Regions from separate parts of the Salmo salar genome. Here region 1 is linked to region 2. The links are chromatin contacts, called in public Hi-C maps. All regions are on one chromosome and are shown on one strand. Each heading gives the region's core, a stretch centred on a gene start, on an enhancer-like site or on the middle of the called end of the contact. The rest is flanking DNA. Distances are from core to core; before and after follow the strand shown. Region 1 has its middle 34 kb from the start of trnav-uac. Region 2 holds the start of LOC106588939 (collagen alpha-2(I) chain).

Region 1 (3,299 bases), core at 420-2,919, 37 kb before region 2:
TCTCTCTGTCTCTCTCTGTCTCTCTCCTTCTGCCTGTCTCCTTCTCTCTGTCTCCTTCTCTCTCTCTCCTTCTCTCTGTCTCTCTCCTTCTCTCTGTCTCTCTCTGTCTCTCTCCTTCTGCCTGTCTCCTTCTCTCTGTCTCCTTCTGCCTGTCTCCTTCTCTCTGTCTCCTTCTCCCTCTCTCCATGACCTGAAGCAGCTGGATCCTATTCTCCACCCCGTTAACCTCTGCTCTCCCTTCCCCCCTTCAGGAGACTTCCTGATTAAATAATAGATAAAAAATGGTTTGGTTTAATAACAGTTAAATATATGTTACAAAATAGTCTGGTTCAGATTGTCTGAGACAGCAGACAGACCCCACCCTGGAGATAAAGAGCAATGATTACAGTATGATAGCAAATGAGTATTGTGCTCTCAGTATCTGTCTCTATCCCCCTCAATCACATGATGCCACAGATAGATCCTTTATTATCATGCCAGCTGTGTTTCCATAGGTTACCATCCAACTTCTAACTCTCTTCTTCCTCCATGGTCGTATTGTAGGATGATCCAACACATGTCAATTTATTTCTGAACTCGAATTTAGGGATAACAGATGTATCCCAAGTTTAATGTATGAAACAATGACAGATAGAACCCATGGTGTTCAATTATGACCATCCTGTTTGCCATTTAAGATGTCGTCCTAACCCCTTCACTAAAACTGATACTCTACATGATTTCACAAACAGCTGGTTGAGTTAGTCAGGAGTTAACTTTGCTTGGTTTGGTCTGGCGGGACACAATGCAGAAAAAGAAAGTGCAGTCTTTTACACGTCCTACAGTCCTACAGTAATGCACACGTGGAAGACATCTATGTTCATTCACCAACGTTTGACAAAGAAAAAGGGGAAAAGAGAACCTATTTAACACAAGCTCCACCTCTGCATTGTGACTGGCTCTGGATCCATCTGGTCTACAATCTAAAACTGGGTGATGTGCGGAGAACACACCCTAAGCCTGGGAAGAATGAGTACTTCTCTTTGATTTGGTATATGAGAGAGAGAGACAAGCCTATGCCTATCCCCTTGTCATGTAAACCCAGCAGGACCACCAAGGTGTTCCAACACATGTCGTTATTGCTGGGAGCCCCCCTCAATCCCTTAAGACTGATCATTCCTGGGGACTTGAGGTGCACTCAAAATAGGCACAAGAGAGAAAAGAGAAGTTTAAATCTGTTTAGATATTTAGGAAAGTATTCACTCAACATATTGAAAGTCTTCCTTATGAAAACACAGTTAAAAAGTTGTCATATGAATTCAGGGTTTTGGGAATGACTGCATGTTGGAAGACAGTGGTCATACCTTTGTAATTTCAATGTGAACTATAGAAAGTCGCTACTGTAAGTCGCTCTGGATAAGAGCGTCTGCTAAATGACTAAAATGTAAATGTAAAATGTAGAAGTTATCATGTTAGGACAGAATAGACTAATTAGCAGAAATTATCCAGTTGTAATAAGTTTGTGATTTACAGCCTCAAAATCAGTTTGTGCAGATGAATCCCTCTGTTTCCACGTCATCTGTTGCAGTTGGAATTGTCTCTGTTTGTCTTTGTATGTGGGAGAGGGCGGAGCGGAGGAGAACGAGAGCAGGGGATTAGAACCAGATGCAGCCACAGTTTCATTTTGGACACCAGCCAGGAAGCATGCACTCATGCTGAAGCTATGTCATGGGCAGGCCTAGCCGCTCTAACCCCACTCTACCTCCTCTTCTCCTTCCATCACGCTTCCAGTTCTCTTCCACCATGACTCCCTTTCTTTCTTACACAGCAGACTCAAAAGAAAAGGGCTGATGGACAGTCATTTAGGTATAGAGGAATTGATGATAAAAAGATTGTGGGAGACGTTTTGTTAGACTTCAGTGCGGATTTTGACATTATTGATCATAGTCTGCTGATGGAAAAACGTGTGTTATGGCTTTACAAACCATGCTATATTGGGGATAAACAGTTACCTGTCTAACAGAACACAGAAAGTGTTCTTTAATGGAAGCCTCTCCAACATAATCCAGGTAGAATCAGGAATTCCCCAGGGCAGCTGTTTAGGCCCCTTACTTTTTTCAATCTTAACTAATAACATGCCACTGGCTTTGAGTAAAGCCAGAGTGTCAATGTATGCGGATGACTCAACACTATACACGTCAGCTACTAAAGCAAGTGAAATCAATGCAACACTAAACAAAGAGCTGCAGTTGGTTTCAGAATGGGTGGCAAGGAATAAGTTAGTCCTAAATATTTCAAAAACTAATAGCATTGTATTTGGGACAAATCACTCACTAAACCCTAAAGCTCAACTAAATCTTGTAATAAATAATGTGGAAATTGAGCAAGTTGAGGTAACTAAACTGAATGGAGTAACCCTGGATTGTAAACTGTCATGGTAAAAACATGTTGATACAACAGTAGCTAGGTTGAGGAGAAGTCTGTCCATAATAAGCGCTGCTCTGCCTTTTTAACGACACTATCAACAAGGCAGGTCCTACAGGCCCTAGTTTTGTCGATCCTGGACTACTGTTCAGTGGTGTGGTCAGGTGCCACAAAGAGGGACCTCTGAAAATGACAATTGGCTCAGAACAGGGCAACATGGCTGGCCCTTAAATGTACATGGAGAGCTAACATTAATAATATGCATGTAAATCTCTCATGGCTCAAAGTGGAGGAGAGATTGACTTCTTATGTAAACTTCAGTACTTGTTTATATAAAAAGTGTTGACATGCTGAATGCACGGAGGTGTCTGTTTAAACTACTAGCATACAGCTCGGACACCCATGCATACCCCACAAGACATGCCACCAGAGATCACTTCACAATCCCCAAGTCAAGAACAGACTGCATAGAGCCATGACTACATGGATCTCTATTCAAAATCAGGTAACTGATGCAAGCAGTAGAATCAGATATACAAAACAGATAAAAATTCACCTTATGGAACAGCGGGGACCATGAAGAGACACACACACACACAGGCATAGACACACATACACATGATAAGACACGCTCTACACACACGTACACATGTATTTTGTATTGTATATATGTGTTAGTTGAGTAGTGGCCTGAGGGAACGCACTTAATGTGTTGTGAAAAGTGTTATGAAATGTAATGTCATGTAATTGTTATTGTATACGGTGCATTTGGAAAGTATTCAGACCCCTTCACTTTTTCCACATTTTGTTACTTTACAGTCTTATTCTAAAATGGATTAAATTGTCTTTTTCCCTCATCAATCTACACACAATACCCCATAAGGACAAAGTAAAAA
Region 2 (3,379 bases), core at 724-3,223:
CTACTTTTGCTCCTTTCCAAACTATACTGAACAAAAATATAAACTCATGTAAAGTGTTGGTCCCATGTTTCATGAGTTAAAATAAAATATCCCAGAAATGTCTAAAATGTTGTGCACACATTTGTTAACATCCCTGTTAGTGAGCATTTCTTATTTGCCAAGATAATCCATCCACCTGACAGGTATGGCATATCAAGAAGCTGATTAAACAGCATGGTCATTACACAGGTGCACCTTGTGCTGGGGACAATAAAAGGTCACTGTAAAATGTTGAGGGAGCATGCAATTGGTATGTTTACTGCAGGAATGTCCATCAGAGCTGTTGACATAGAATTTAATGTTCATTTCTCTACCATAAGCCGCCTACAATGTTGTTTTAGAGAATTTGGCAGTACATCCAACTGGCCTCCCAACTACAGACCACGTGTAATGACACCAGCCCAGGACCTCCACATACGGCTTATTCACCTGCGGGATCGTCTGAGACCAGCCACCCAGACATCTGATGAAACTGAGGAGTATTTCTGTCTTTAATGAAGCCCTTTGGTGGGGAAAAACCTGTTCTGATTGGCTGGGCCTGGCTCCCAAGTGGGTGTGCCTATGCCCTCCCAGGCCCACCCATGGCTGCACCTCTGCCCAGTCATGTGAAATCCATAGATTAGGGCCTAATGAATTTATTTCAATTAACAGATTTCCTTATATGAACTGAAATTGTTGCATGTTGTGTTTATATTTCTGATCAGTATATATTAAACTAAGTCCATTTTACTTTACAACTGCCTCCATCAATTATATTTACACTTTGATGTGGTAAAGATATCATTTTCTAATAGGCTGTTGTAGTAAGCATTACATTTACTTTTGAATGTATGATCATATCAAACTCTTAAATGTGCAGTCCAAATAAAAAGGGTCCATGTGACTGTGAGAGGTAGAGATAGCATTAGGGAAGCATTAGTGTGGTAGTAGTGTGACTGCCAACATGTCTGGTCATGTGGCCAGGTAAGAGCGGATTGGGGAGGGAGGGAGAGAATCTGAAATCAGATCTCTCTCACCTGTCTTTTGTGTGATCAGTCCAGGCGGTAGAATACCTCCATTGCATTCCATGACAATGCACAGGCTTTTCCAGAATATAGTTCCCTTTGAACACGGGATCCACCATCACCATCAATGAATGTAGCCTACAGCTGTGCTATAATTTATACCAAAACACCCATATCTTATACTGTATGTTGCTTGAGGGATGATCTGTCATTAAACCTGTGATTTTATTCACTCAGATAAATATAACAAATGTTTGTCTTGATGAATGAAAAATGCTTTCTTTATATTAGTTAGGACTCACTTTGAAATTTTAGAAGCTTTACAATGTCGACAGGCAGGGAGAGGCCTGTGTGTGAAGTCAGTGAAATGATTGTGCAAAACAGTGAATAGTGATAATGCGTAAAGCTTGGGGGTAAATATAGGCTAAATACACGCTTAAAAAGTCAAACTTGGAGAACAAATAGTCAATGAAAAAATGTGCTGATTTTTACAAACAGAAAAATCTCCTCCATCCTCTGCCTGTATGGCATTTTCTTATTTCAATCCGACCGACAGAGATGCAGGGCGCATTCCTGCGCGCACCGCACTGGACAGATTTGGCCTACGCTTCAGACCCGACCCGGGCAAAGCGCAAGATGACAGTCGGATGGCCAACGTGCCCTCACCAAGCTCCGGCGTACTGAACTACCCCTTCTTTCTCGGCTACACGTCCAGTGTGATGAACCACCTTACAAAAAGTCTGAGAAAAAAAAGGTCTTACTCCTTTTTAAACGTCTACATTGTCCACGTCCTCAAGAATGGATCTAATTAAAACGATGCACTCGTCATCATCGACAAAGTAATGCCAACGTTTCTGAGAGAAGGCTGGAGATGTAGGACCACATGACTTATTGGGGATGGATGGGATGGGAGTCGTATAAGATTTCACTTCTCCTATTGGTCCGAGGGCTGACTGTTGACACGCAGACAAAGGAACCTCCTGCCATATAAATAGGACTGATTGGTCTGTATTATTCTAGCATCACGGCAGCAGGTTTCCAATCTTGGAGTTACTCTAGTCACCACAACTGTATGCCTGCTTGAAGTAGTTAAACAGGGCACTGCAGCACAAGGAGTCTGCATGTCTGCTTAGACATGCTCAGCTTTGTGGATAACCGGATTCTGTTGCTGCTTGCAGTAACTTCATTTCTAGCATCATGCCAATGTAAGTTTGATATGTTTTTGTCTTTTACCGAGGATTTTTGTCCTGTTTTAAGAGTTCAGGAGGACCTTACAGCGCTTATGCTTGGCTTTTATATGGAACTTACTTGGAAATAACCAGAGGACCACTAAAAGTTATTTTGAGGGCTTCCCCCTGGCTGTATAAAACCGAACGGATCCTGGTCATTTCGGTGGATTCTTCATTCTTTTTCCGTGGATACAATTGCCAATTGATTAGTCTCAGAGAAACGCACTGATGAAAAAACGTTATCACAGCCTTGAAAGAATCGTTTAAAGTTGTTAATGTAGTGGCTTTGAATAGATTTTAGAACAATGGAACTGCGAACATCTAGACTACAATTGGAATGTCTCTGTAAACGCCTAGGATGAAAAGTTTGGGGCGTTGTACATACTGTTCAGAGTCCAGGGAATGAACTTTTATTATAGGGAATTGAAACGTCGCCCCCTGGTGGGCAATTTGACAGCATCCCCTTTGGCATCAACCCTCCTAGATATATTTTCTATAGAAATACATATAGATCTTTACAAAAGTATAGATTTTCGATCCCAAAATTATTTGGACATATTCTTGAGTAACTTAGTGCAAGCTATGACCTATTTGTTAGGCCTTGTGAAAGAGAAGGTCTTGTGTATTGAGGTTTAGAGCTATTTCATTTAAACATAGTTAATATTAGTATTATAAGAATTAAGAGCATTATTTTCAAGTAAAACAAATGACATTTGCGTTGTATATACAAGTAATATAAGTTAAAACAATATTTTCCATGATGATATTCTTTTAAGTGTCCAACTGCGCTATCTAGCGGCCACGTAAGGACATTACAACGCAGTATTTTAGAGGAGGTGCGATGCCACTCCATCAGCAGGACGGGACCAAATGTAGAGGAACGGGTTGTTATGCCGCATCATAATGAGGACACCACTGAGGCCTAAACAGGAAACGCCTAGATCATAACAAGCAACATAAGATAATAGTTCTTCAAAATTTAGACCAAAATGTAGTAATTTAGACTCCTCAAAATCAAGTTGCTATACATCAGGGCTGCCCAACTCTCTTCCTGGAGATCTACTGTCCTGTAGGTTTTCAGTCCAATCATCTTCCTGGAGATCTACT

What was found. A called contact is a pair of places that touch in the nucleus more often than the background predicts.
Region 1: a contact with region 2 is called in a Hi-C map of muscle, with 2.4 times the contacts expected there. The contact joins the enhancer-like site here to the promoter of LOC106588939 in region 2. A contact is called at or near these places in 2 of 3 Hi-C or Micro-C datasets (gill and muscle).

Annotation. Positions count from the first base shown.
Region 1 is chrssa27:30,821,236-30,824,534 of Ssal_v3.1, reverse strand. No RefSeq gene overlaps it. Among protein-coding and RNA genes, the nearest start is that of trnav-uac, 34 kb to the right of the region's middle. Within about 2 kb of position 1,669, at least 1 of the 13 cell types and tissues checked has an H3K27ac peak or open chromatin away from gene starts, as enhancers often do. A contact at or near this core is called in muscle, where this site is marked.
Region 2 is chrssa27:30,784,953-30,788,331 of Ssal_v3.1, reverse strand. It overlaps LOC106588939 (collagen alpha-2(I) chain), which reads left to right and starts at 1,973. Exons shown (of 49, transcript XM_014178511.2): 1 at 1,973-2,248. The coding sequence starts at 2,179.